Linked DNA regions of Mus musculus: regions 1 and 2 are each linked to region 3. The links are chromatin contacts, called in public HiChIP or PLAC-seq maps. All regions are on one chromosome and are shown on one strand. Each heading gives the region's core, a stretch centred on a gene start, on an enhancer-like site or on the middle of the called end of the contact. The rest is flanking DNA. Distances are from core to core; before and after follow the strand shown.

What was found. HiChIP or PLAC-seq counts read pairs in DNA pulled down with a chosen protein or histone mark.
Region 1: a contact with region 3 is called in an H3K4me3 HiChIP or PLAC-seq map of embryonic stem cells, with 2.5 times the contacts expected there. The contact joins the promoter of 1700021L23Rik here to the promoter of Yrdc in region 3. A contact is called at or near these places in 1 of 39 promoter capture datasets (stem cell-derived epiblast-like cells), 1 of 15 datasets of contacts at CTCF or cohesin (embryonic stem cells), 1 of 484 Hi-C or Micro-C datasets (embryonic stem cells) and 3 of 115 datasets of contacts at active chromatin or transcription factors (all in embryonic stem cells).
Region 2: a contact with region 3 is called in an H3K4me3 HiChIP or PLAC-seq map of the 230-238 cell line, with 6 times the contacts expected there. The contact joins the enhancer-like site here to the promoter of Yrdc in region 3. A contact is called at or near these places in 14 of 39 promoter capture datasets (the 3T3-L1 cell line, the C10 cell line, the HPC-7 cell line and 10 more), 1 of 15 datasets of contacts at CTCF or cohesin (large pre-B cells), 8 of 484 Hi-C or Micro-C datasets (the G1E-ER4 cell line, cardiomyocytes, cerebellum and 4 more), 12 of 115 datasets of contacts at active chromatin or transcription factors (the 230-238 cell line, astrocytes, bone marrow-derived macrophages and 9 more) and 3 of 9 other capture datasets (adipose tissue, embryonic stem cells and liver).

What each region holds. Positions count from the first base shown.
Region 1 is chr4:124,331,201-124,335,033 of GRCm38.p6, reverse strand. 1700021L23Rik (RIKEN cDNA 1700021L23 gene) reads left to right here and starts at 2,314. Exons shown (of 5, transcript NR_166446.1): 1 at 2,314-2,831.
Region 2 is chr4:123,934,577-123,938,419 of GRCm38.p6, reverse strand. Rragc (Ras-related GTP binding C) reads right to left here. Exons shown (of 7, transcript NM_017475.2): 7 at 1,423-2,882. The coding sequence ends at 2,731. Among named protein-coding and RNA genes, the nearest start is that of Rragc, 19 kb to the right of the region's middle. Within about 2 kb of position 1,864, at least 4 of the 459 cell types and tissues checked have an H3K27ac peak or open chromatin away from gene starts, as enhancers often do. A contact at or near this core is called in the 230-238 cell line, where this site is marked.
Region 3 is chr4:124,849,059-124,852,854 of GRCm38.p6, reverse strand. Yrdc (yrdC domain containing (E.coli)) reads right to left here and starts at 2,096. Exons shown (of 5, transcript NM_153566.2): 1 at 1,689-2,096; 2 at 1,048-1,162; 3 at 836-955. The coding sequence starts at 2,080. Mtf1 (metal response element binding transcription factor 1) reads right to left here. Exons shown (of 11, transcript NM_008636.4): 11 at 3,055-3,796. 1110065P20Rik (RIKEN cDNA 1110065P20 gene) reads left to right here and starts at 2,291. Exons shown (of 3, transcript NM_001347196.1): 1 at 2,291-2,333; 2 at 2,422-2,623; 3 at 2,893-3,370. The coding sequence starts at 2,299. The coding sequence ends at 2,988.

The sequences.
Region 1 (3,833 bases), core at 1,065-3,564, 520 kb after region 3:
AAGAACAAATATCTACGAAACAATCAGAAAGCAACAAAATAACAGTGGGTTCCTTCTAACCGATATTACTTTAAACATAAATGGGTTAAATCCTCCAATCAAAACGTGCATAGAAACTGAATAGATTTTTAAAAAGCAAAGGCTCACTATTTGTTGCTGTGTTAGTCAGCTTTCCATTGCTATGAAAGATGGGTAATTAGGAGGATAGGTCTGTGTTTCTCATGGTTTGGTGGGAGGGGTTAGTTCATAACCACTTGTCTCCATTGCCTTTGCATCTGTGGTGAAGCATAACCCCATGACAGGGGAGTTGGAGCTGAAACCTTTTTACCTCATACTGACTCAGAAGCAAAAAGCAAGAAAGAACCAGAGCCTTACTATCTCCTCCAAGGACATTTTCCAATGGCTTAACTTACTCAGCTTTGGGAGACATTCCATATCCAAACTGTGGTCTACCAGACAATCAATTCGCTTTTAAGGACATACATAGATTGAAAGTGAAGAGAAGAGAGCAGGTATGGCTGTTTCTTTCTTAATTAAATTTCTTAGGCAGTTGTACAGATGTTCACAATGCATGCTGTCAGCTCTCATGCCCACCTCCCAACCATCCCTGTGCATCCTACCTCCTCCCCACAAATCTCTCTTACACATTTTGTTTTTGTGACTCACTGAGAGGAACCAGGGTCATGTGTGTGTCCATGGGTTGAGCGCTATCCACTGGAGCCTGGTGGGATCACATGGAGCAATGGGCATACAGCTAAAGATGGTGGGGGTGTGAGACTGTCAATGTTTTGCCAATGTTGGTAAAAGAAATTGAGGATTTCGTGTGAAGTTAAACACATACATTCTCTATGATCTGGCAATTCTACTGTGCATTTAACCATATGTTCACAATTGTGTCTTCATTTAAACACATGCCTCATTTGTGGGAGAATATTCAGAGTGGCTTTATTCATAATAGCCCCAAATTGGAAGCAACCCAGTGGTCCACAGATAGGGGAGTGGATAAACAGACTGTAATATGTTAATAAAACTGACTACTGTTTGGAGTAGAAGAAACTACTGTCCTGTCTGGCAATGTGGATAAGTATAGAAATGCCATGTGGGTAAAGGAGCTTGTTAAAAATATAGCATGGGCTCCATGACCATGCTTGTAAACTATTCTAGAACAGGCTAAGCCATGACCATAGAAACCAGAATGGTGGACCCTTCCAGGGACAGACTATTGTTACTTAGTGTTCTTCAGAGAAAGAAAACCAATGGCAAGGAATATGAGAGCTACAGTGCTACATTGTCTCAAACATAGCAAACACACAGCTGGGCTGCAGTCTCACAAAGTCCAGTACCAGCTGAGCCAGGAGACCTGCTAGCTGCCAATGAAAGAGGTTATGAGTGAGAGAGGCCAAGGATGTAGACTCGGTGTGAAGCTGACCGCCAGAAAGCTTTCCAGTGAACCACCCATGAAGCTAATCTTGTTCAAAGGCTGATGAACCTGGAGTCTATCCACCACGATGACAGCAACAGCAATGTCTAGAAGGGGATCATGGGCCTGGAAGCTAGTTTTGCTCATCTTTCTTTTTTATTATTAGAATTATTTAAAAAATTTAAAATTATATGTGCCTGCCCGTGTCTGTCTGTCTGAGAGAGAGAGAGAGAGAGAGAGAGAGGGAGAGAGAGAGAGAGAGAGAGAGAGAGAGAGAGAGAGAGAGAGAGAGCAGAAACACTCAGGTATCCATGGAATCCAGAAGAGGATGTTGGATCCCCCAGAACTGGAGTTATAGGCAGTTGTGAGCTGACTGACCTGGGTACTGGGAACTAAACTCTTAACTCCTCTGTAAGAGCAGTAAGTGCTCCTAATTGCTGAGTCATCTCATCTTTGCTGAGTCATCTCTCCAGACCCTTCTACTTTTTGTTGTTTCATCCAAGCCCTCAGCCTATTGCCTGCCATTCAGGTTCAGGGCAGATCACTTCCTCCACAGTTCCCTGACTCACACGCTGATCTCTGCAAACACCGTTACAGACACTCCCAGAAGTATGCTTTATCAATATAATAAATAGGCATCTTTCAATCCAGTCACATTGATAACTGAAGTTAACCACCACACACAGGACAAAGGAGCTCCCTGCAGAGTCAGGAATATTAATGCTAGGATGGAGGTCAACTGGTCCTGTGTGTTCAAACCCCACAAGGTGCTCTCATCAGGAATCTTAACACAACAACACAACAGACATTTACTCCTAGCGACTGGAAGTCCCAAACACCGGTAGGTGGGATGGGACCTGGAATCACCATGGAAACACCTCTGGGCATGTGTATGAAGGCATTTCAGGAAAGGTTTGATGATAAGAGAAAGGTCACTTAAATGTGGGCACCACCATCACAAATCCCACGGACTGCGGTCCCGTGCTGAGTAAAAGACAGGAAGTCGACTGAGGACCAGCATCCCCCACGCTCTGCTTCCTGCCTGGGGATGCAGTGCGGCTCCACTCATCTGTAGTTCCGCCTCCCACCTTGCTCCCCTTGATTCACGGTCCCCTTAAACTTCGAACCAAAGCGAACCCTTTCCTTAGGTTGCTGTTGGACAGGAACCTGGCTACAGAGGGATGACTCTTCTGGAGCATCCCCTCAGGGTAGGAGTCAGGGAGGATGCGCCGCCGGCTAAGGCTTCAGTTCTTGGTGGCCTTGGCTTGCGGATGCTGCCCCATGCTCTCTGATCGATACCCCATGTTCGCATGCCCGGTCCTCTTTCCAGGGACACCACATTGGCTGAGGACCTACACCTGTGAGCTGATCTTAACTTGATCAGCCCTGCCCAGAAGGACCCTGTTTAAAGGTAAATTCACATTCATAGGAAGTAGGACTTATCTTTTTTGGGGGTGGGGGTGGGGGAGGGGTGGGACAACTAAACCATAACACACAGGCATTTATCTATCAAAACCAAACTTATGAGAGGGGAATCTGTGACCTTGGCTTGGTGATGAGTTTTTAGATATAACACCCAAAAAACATGATCCGTGAAATAAAAAACTGATAAGTTGGATTTTATTAAAATTAATAACTTCTGCTCTGTAAGAGGGACTGCTGCGGGGAAAATATTTTTTTAAAAAAATATTTATCTAATAAAAGGCTAGTATCTAAAATAACAAGTCTTTACGTTTTTTCACATTTACATTTTTCATGAATTCTTTTTTATTTCTCCAGAGGACAACTTGCTGGAGATTGTCCTCTCCTTCCACTGTGGGTCCCACCCAGGGATTGAACTCTGGTCATTGGGTTTGGCGGTTGACGCCTTCACCTGCTGAGCTACCTCACTGGACTCGTGATTTAACACAGATGTCTCCTCTATGAAGGCAATCCCAACAAAGCATACGGAAAGATGTGAATTGGAGCCATCCTCTGTCACTAGAGGACTGAAGTCAGAACACAGCCATGACTGTAGGAATATGCATACTTAGCAGAATGGACGGGTTAAACAATCAAATAAATACAAGGGCAATTTCCTGTGCTGGAGAGGATCCAGGCAACAGGAACCCAGAGACTGACCATAGATGCCCTTTGGAGGACTCACAGAGCTCACTGTGGCCTTGCCAACAGTTCTTGGCTGTTCCCCACAATAAAATCTTCCCACAAACACCCAGGGCAGCATTATTTACAGCCAGCAAAACTGGAAAAGCCGAGTGTCATTCAGCCGATTAATTCATGCACACACGGTGGTTCAGTCCTGTAATGGAATATTATTTAGTGGTGAAAAGGCTTGAGGTACCAAGGCATTTTTAAAAAAATGAATCTTTGAAAAAAAAACACTTATTTAAAAATCTTTAATCCAAAAGAGGTT
Region 2 (3,843 bases), core at 615-3,114, 910 kb after region 3:
TGTCTTTTTGCCTTTCTTAATCATCCCTGCATTTATTTTGTCAGGTTATAATTTTGTCACATCAAGCTCCTCTGAAATATGTTTTTTTGTTGTTGTTTTGTTTTGTATTTTTGTTTTAGGACAAGGTCTCCACTCTCTCACTCAGGCTGGCCTAGAACTGTGTACCAGCTTTAAGTACCATGCTTCAAAGCCGCTGATTCTCCTGTCTCTGGGGCTTAACACTATACTTAGGTTTTTGTCATTTGGTTGGTTTTTTTTTTTTTTTTTCCTTTTAAAAAAAAGTTATCTCACAGCTTGGGGGTTAAGTGGCTTAAGTGGCCCTTCTGCACTGGCCCCAAGTAGCTAAGGCCACATGTGTATGCAGCTGTGCTACGCAAATCTATGATGCTATGAAAACAGCATCACCAAGCCTGAGTCTGAGGCAGGAGGCAAATGAGGAATACAGGTGTTAGCCTGGACTACACGCCCTCCTGGGCTATCAATCACATCTATGACACATCTGGACACCTCAGTTTACCCACAGCACAGCTTTACACGCCCTCCTGGGCTATCAATCACATCTATGACACATCTGGACACCTCAGTTTACCCACAGCACAGCTTTACAGCTATTTCTTCAGCCCGAGAACTCCCTTGGCTTGGAGTTTAAGGTACACACCATCCTATCTGCAGCTCTCAGCAAGGCTCTTTACCCATCCTGACCTGGTTCCATCGTGTGAAAACTTACAGGGAACTGTTAGATACAATTAATAGATCTTTTCAAACAGCTTGTCATTTCTATTTCAGAGTTTCACTTCTAAAGTAGTCCAATTGTGAAATGAAACATCCTTCAAACAATACCTCCTCTAGTTAATGACTAGTTCTTCAGTCAGTTTAGACTCAACCTAATGTAAACACTGAATCCAAAGGTTAGTAATGAGTACCTAGGAAACTTGGTACCATGATTTTAGGGGCTCTTTTGCATGGTTAGTGGGTAGGGGCAGCCATCAGCTACAGTGTATCTGTGGAGGTCAGAAGACAATTTGCAGGACTCTGCTCTTGCTTGCTGCCATGTGGATCCCAGGGATTAAACTCAGGTCACCAGGCTCAGTGACAAGCACTTTCACCAGCTGAGCCAGCCCACCATGCTCTTTCTACTCCTGTTTCACCTCAGCCTCCTTACTGTTCTGCCTGGATGCAATGTACAAGTCATGCCAGGCTCTGGATGCTCCCCAGTACCAGAGAGGTCTGTTAACATAAAACCACAAATCCAAACATGTTCTCACCTGAGCCCACACCTACTCCACAGCAGAAATGGGCCATGAAAATGATCTCAAGACAAAAGCAGATGTGCTGAACAGAAGGAATGGTGACTGCACACAGCAGCAAAGGACAGAGGAATGGTGAGAAAAGAAGCACTCTTACACATCACACAACAAACACTGACTTTGGAGTAAATACATTTATTGATACCCATTTTACATATAGTTCAATGAAATAATCTATAAATATAAAAGCATTTTTCCTTTGGATATCACCGTGGTCCATGTAAATTCGCAACAGTCAGTCATCTGCAGGAAGTGCTCCAAGTCTCACTGCTAGGTTACAGACCTGAGTACATTTCACTCACCAGCTGCACTGACGCACTCAAGGGGCCCAGTGGCTTTGGAATGTGACTACTGGGCATGTGTAGTAAAGAAAATGTGAAAGCCTAAATCAGTGGGAAGGGTATCAGCCATGAACAACAGGGAACAATTATGAATTCATATCTCAGGCAAAGCAAAGTAGCACAGCTGACACTTGGTGTCAGACAACCGACCGCAGAGTGTGTGAAGTTGCACACGCTGCAGCTGCACCACCGCATGCTTCCGCCAATCCCCAGAGGACGGTTCGCAGGAGCCCTTAGGGTCATCTGTGGTCAAAAACAATTCGTAAAGAGCCTACATAGCATAGAATAAAAGCCATGGCATCGAGATTAAAGAAAAGTGAGCTAAGTACTTCAGTGACATAATGAGTTTGTCCCTTCACTGGGGGGACTGTGGGGAAGTCTTTCTGTCTTAAATTCCCTTTGTTGCATTGTGCATGGTCATGATCAGGCGAGGAGAGCACGGCCCTCTGCTACCTGAACCACAGCTGTGGAAAATCACTTCTGTTTCAAAGTTTTTCCAACACATCCAGAGATCTGATGCTGCCCTTGCTGAGCCTGGCTCTCCCCGATGCCGCACAAAAACTTCCTCTTCTCTTCAGAAACATCCTTCGCTTGGTCTTCTGAATCAGCAAGGTAATGCACTTCCAAGGTCTTAGAGGTACAGTGAGATCTGAACTCTGAAAGGCAGTGTTAGAACGTAAGCAAAGCAAGTCTTTCGACACTACTCAAGTGAAGGCCTAGGGAAGCATATAAAACTCAGTTTCCTACTGTTTTAGGCTGGGACTGACAGCAACATTCACTGGTAAAGATGGCTAACTGGTTATCATCTCCAGGTCCAAAATATCCCAGCTATTTAAAGTAGGGCTCAAGAGAGAAGAAAAGACACACTGAGTTCTGAGGTCTCTGCAATTCTTTTGCGATGTACTTAGAGAGTAGCTTCAGTTGCACACAGCCGGCTGAGGGGCTCTCGTCAGCAGAGAAACTCCACCGTCGTCATCGTCTCCAGACTCCATAGGCAGCAGCGCTCATGTCCTGCAGTGCATGGCATCTGACCCTGGAGGGAGGACTAAGCCAGCACTGAGCCTCCGCTGCTGAGACTCAGACTAGATGGCATTCCGAGGCGTGCCGTTATGTGCCAAGGCTTTCAGACTTGGAGCACTGGTCTGATGACTGCAGCTTCTGTGAGAAGTCACACCCACCTCAAACACCTCATGGATAGCTTTTCGGAAACAGTGGAAGTTGTAGTCTATCAACCCTACAAGAGAGAGAAAGAGCCTGTCTATTTAAATGCCAACTGTGAAGCTCCCCTCTCTCCGAAACTCTTCACACTGCAATCAATCACTGTAAAGCCAAGAATCCAGCAGCTAACACTGTTACCTCTAGGACAGACGTGAACAGTGAGAACTGGTAATCTAACAAATCAAGTGGGAAGATGAATGTGTTAAATCCTCAAGTCAGGGTAGCATTCTTTCCACCAATGGCCCTGTAGAGCAGCTAATGAAGTATGCAGGAAGCAGGCAGGCAGCATTGGTATATAAGCTCAGCAGGGCTCCAGCATCCTCCACCCAACTTTGAGAGAGGAGAGTTACTCTCTATCTGTTTTAGGGACTGAACATCCACTTGAGACTTTGGGTGATCAAAGGTTTCTCTTATGACAGAAAGAGTGGGTTGCCATTTTCCCCCTTCACCTTTATATGTGGAACCCCAATTCTGAACAAGCAACTGAGACTGAGCTTTAAAAATTCCATTTCCTTGTCTCTAGCTGCATATGTATCAAAAGATGGCCTAGTAGGCCATCACTGCAAAGAGAGGCCCATTGGACTTGCAAACTTTATATGCCCCAGTACAGGGGAACGCCAGGGCCAAAAAGGGGGAGTGGGTGGGTAGGGGAGTGGGGGTGGGTGGGTACGGGGGACTTCTGGTATAGCATTGGAAATGTAAATGAGCTAAATACCTAATAAAAAATGGAAAAAAATTCCATTTCCTAGCCTCCCCTGGGCCAGATACAGGCACTTGGCTTAATTTGAAATGCCCCAAACTGGATAGTAAGCTCTTCCATCAGAAGAGCCGTCACCTATATATATACCCACTGGCAAAGCAAGACCACCCCACCTGCACTCGTCCACATCAAACACCAAAAGCACTGTATGGCCTACCTAATCATCATGTGACCTTTCAGTAACTTACAGCAGACTAGATAAGTCATTGAACACTTA
Region 3 (3,796 bases), core at 847-3,346:
TTCAAAGCCCCAAATTTTTCTCAGCATGGTTGTCAAGTCTCTGACAACCACTTCCCTCACAAAGCTGTCTGTATTTCCTATAATCTGTTCTTTTTCTTTGAGACAGAGTCTCTCTATGAACTCATTCTGTAAACTCAGAGGGCCTGGAACTCCGCAATCAGACTGCTTCTGTCTCCTGAGTGCTGGGATTAAAGATGCTCACCACCACTCCGACATCTTTTCTATTATCATCGATACAAAAAACCACACCTGCTCTCCCTTGGCCTATCAAGATAAAACAATTCCAACACTTTCTAAAGAAAAATAAGTAAAGCTCCCAGGGGCAAAGAGATGGCTCGGCAGTCAAGAGCATTGACTGCTCTTGTAGAGGACCAAGGTTCAATTCCCAGCACCTACACAGCAGCTCATAACTGTCTACAACTCCATGGTCGGGAGATCTGACACCATCACCAACTCCATGGTCGGGAGATCTGACACCATCACCTAGACACACACACACACACACACACACACACACACACACACACACACGCGCGCGCGCGCAAAACAGCAATGTACATAAAATAAAAATAAATCATTAAAAAAAAGTAAGTGTCCCTAAATAACTAAGGCTGACTGAGATTTTCTTACCCTAGCCTCCTTGTCCTGGCCTTACAAGTACACCACCTGCCCCCTTCCAAGATTCATTCGGATACCCTCCTCTAACCAACACCAAATGGGTAACCTTCTCACCCATGCACCAAAGGCCCAAATTTCTGCCAGGCAATCCCATTACAGTGTTAGCCTTGTTGATTTTAAGGAAACAGCAGTTTAACCTGCTGGGGCCAATTCTCACCTCAACACTCAGAGAACTGGCCTGGGAGCTGAGGTTGGCACTAGTGAGTGCAAGTGGTCCCCCAAACATCTGGGCCAAGTCCAGCATGAAGGCATGGTCAGGAATCCGGATGCCAACAAGCTGGGAAGCAAGAAAAGAGAACGTGAGGAAGACATCGAGGGCTTGCAAGCGTCTGATTTAGATCGCAGGAAAAGGGAAAACTCTTGACTCACACGAGTAAAGGGGTTCAGGTCTTTGTTGAGCTCCTCGGAGCGCTCCATCACCAGGGTCACAGGGCCTGGGAACAGGTCTTCCAGGAGCTCCCTAGGTACTCTCACCTGACAGTACCTGCAGGCAAAGGAGCACAAATCCTCTCCAAATCACCCTGATGGACCTTTCCTGGGGACTTAAGGCAGATGCTGGAGAGGGGTCCCCTTCGCGTGTATAATGAACGAGATCTACCTGACTCTCTACTCCCTCTTCCTCGGAGTTCTGGCAGAAGACAGACTCCACAGAGTACCCTGGGCTTTAAGTCTATCCGCCTGTCTTGGGGGACAAAACCACAGCGCCGTGGCACGTGGATACAATCTCAATCCGTTTAATCATCTGGAAGGCGTTACCCCGAAACGGGCCTCCCCTCCGCCCATCACAAGGGCACCGGGAGAAGAGTGCCATGCTCGCCTAACTCAGCTTCTCGACCGACTGTCTAGAGCGGATCTTGGCGAGCCGTCAGCGCTCCCGACCAATCTCCAGTTCCGGATTCCTCCTCGGGGAGCAAGGACAAGCCCCTCCCGCGCTCGGCGGACGCCGCGGTCTCCCGAGGCTGTCACCGGAAACCCCTCCCGCGGGGCCGCCCCCAGCGGGGCCGCCTCACCTGTAGACGTCGGCCACGCGGCCCAGGCACACGGCCAGCGGCTTGGCCTCGCTGCGGCCTTTGAGGCGGTACACGCAACTCAGGGCCGCCGAGCTGCTCGCCGAGCAGGCCAGGCCGTAGAGCGTGTCGGTCGGGACCGCCACCACGGCGCCGGCGCGCAGCTCGGCCACGGCGGCCCGCAGCGCCTCGGTCCAGCCGGAGCGCTCGGGGCTCGCGGCTTCCACGGGCTCGCTCTCCGGAAGCCGCAGCAGCCGGGCCCCCGGCAGCGCCGGAGCGGGCTCAGGAGGGCGTAGGAGGCGGCAGCCGCGGCCAGAACTAGCCGGCCCGTCGCTCAACCCCATGCCGGCCGCCACGGCGGCCCTCAGCCCCGCGCACGGACGCGCCGTAGACATCCGTGCCGAGCCGCTTCCGGGAGGAAGTGACGCACGGACGCAACTTCCGGCCCGCGAGGCTCGGCCCCGCCTCCGCTCCCGGCCGCTTAAAGGGACCGCGACCCCCAGGCGACTTGAAGGAGAACGGTGGGGACGGGGCGGGGCTCGGCTTAGCGGACTCCTCGCGCGGCGCGGGGGGCGGACTGCGGAGGGGTGGTGAGCGGGTGGCACGGGCGGCGATGGAGTGGGGTCCCGGCGCAGGCTGGTCACGGGGGTGAGAGCGGGCCGGCGGGGCGGTGGGTTGGGGCCGCGACCTCGCGCCGCCTAGCGCCGGGCCCTGACGCCGTCTCTCTCCCGGGCAGGGAGGCTGCCGGCGTGGACCGTGGGAAGGCGGGGTTGGGGCTCGGCGGGAGGCCACCCCCGCAGCCGCCCCGAGATGAACGCGCCCAGCAGCTGCTGGACGCCGTGGAGCAGCGGCAGCGGCAGCTTCTGGACACCATCGCCGCCTGTGAGGAGATGCTGCGGCAGCTGGGCCGCCGGCGCCCAGAACCGGCTGGTGGCGGGGTCAGTGCCCAGTGCCCTCTCCGGGCTGGACCTGGGGAGGTGGGCGCTTCCCACTCACTGCACTGGTCTAGCTCGCGCTCCCCACCCCCACCCCGCTCCAAAGGAGGCAGGTGGAAGAGCATCCCCACCGCTTAACTTCCTTTGATCTGAGCGAGGTTTTGAAAAAGCATGGTACTGTCGAGATGCCAAGTGGCCTTATTCTTGTGGGGCCTAACTTAAGGCCTTTCCTCCGGGCTCATCCCCCCTCCCCCCTTTTCTGTTCCAACTAGAACGGTTCAGCCAAGTCTGGAGCGCCGCCCCAGCCATCTGTATCGGCCAGAGGTGGCCTTCCAAAGGATGCTGGCGATGGAGCCTCGGAGTCTTGATCATACCCTAGCCGGGCACCCTGACTTCTGTCCCTTTCCAGGGCCAGTGGCTGGACTGTGACCAACTCCCTTCACTAAAAGGGGCCAGTCTTCACGGGCAGTTGCTGGTACTTGGCCCTCAGCCTGGGATGGCAACTCTACTAGCAGCTGGGTTCACTCCCACGTCGTCCTGGCTGAAGGCAGTACTGTGCTTTGAAATGGAGCCAACAAACATCCAGTCTTGAGTACTCGGATTCAGGAAGCCAGCAGTGCTGGCCAGAGTGGTCTGGCCTGCTTTGGGGGTTCCAGGTGGTATTACATGTTCATTTCATGCTTTGGGGGCTCTCAGCCCCACAAAACACTTGAGCAGAGTCTTGATTAAAAGGAAATCTGCAGACCCTGGTGACTGACCTTTCTTTTCTGTCCCTCCAAGACTTGATGGCTGGGAGTGGGAAGAGAGTGTCAACCAGGGACAGGGATGGGAAGTAATGCCACATGTACTACCAGATTTAAATAAGCATTTAATTAAGATTTCATTAGTATTTAATATTGCTTTTTCAATTCCAAAAAGTTAAATTTTCACTTCATAGCAGATATTTTAAAGTACAATATTAAGTTTATACAAAATGAGCAATTAAGCAAACACTATTATTTCACATTCTTCAAAAATACAAATTCGTATTTATTCTTTTTAGGGGTTGGAGGTTTCTTCCTTTGGAAGTACTGAACCTGTAACGTTTTCATATCGCTCAGTGGAAGTCCGTTGTTCCCATGTTTTACATTTAAAATAAACTTGGTACTTTTACATAATTCAAATAAAACTATTTGG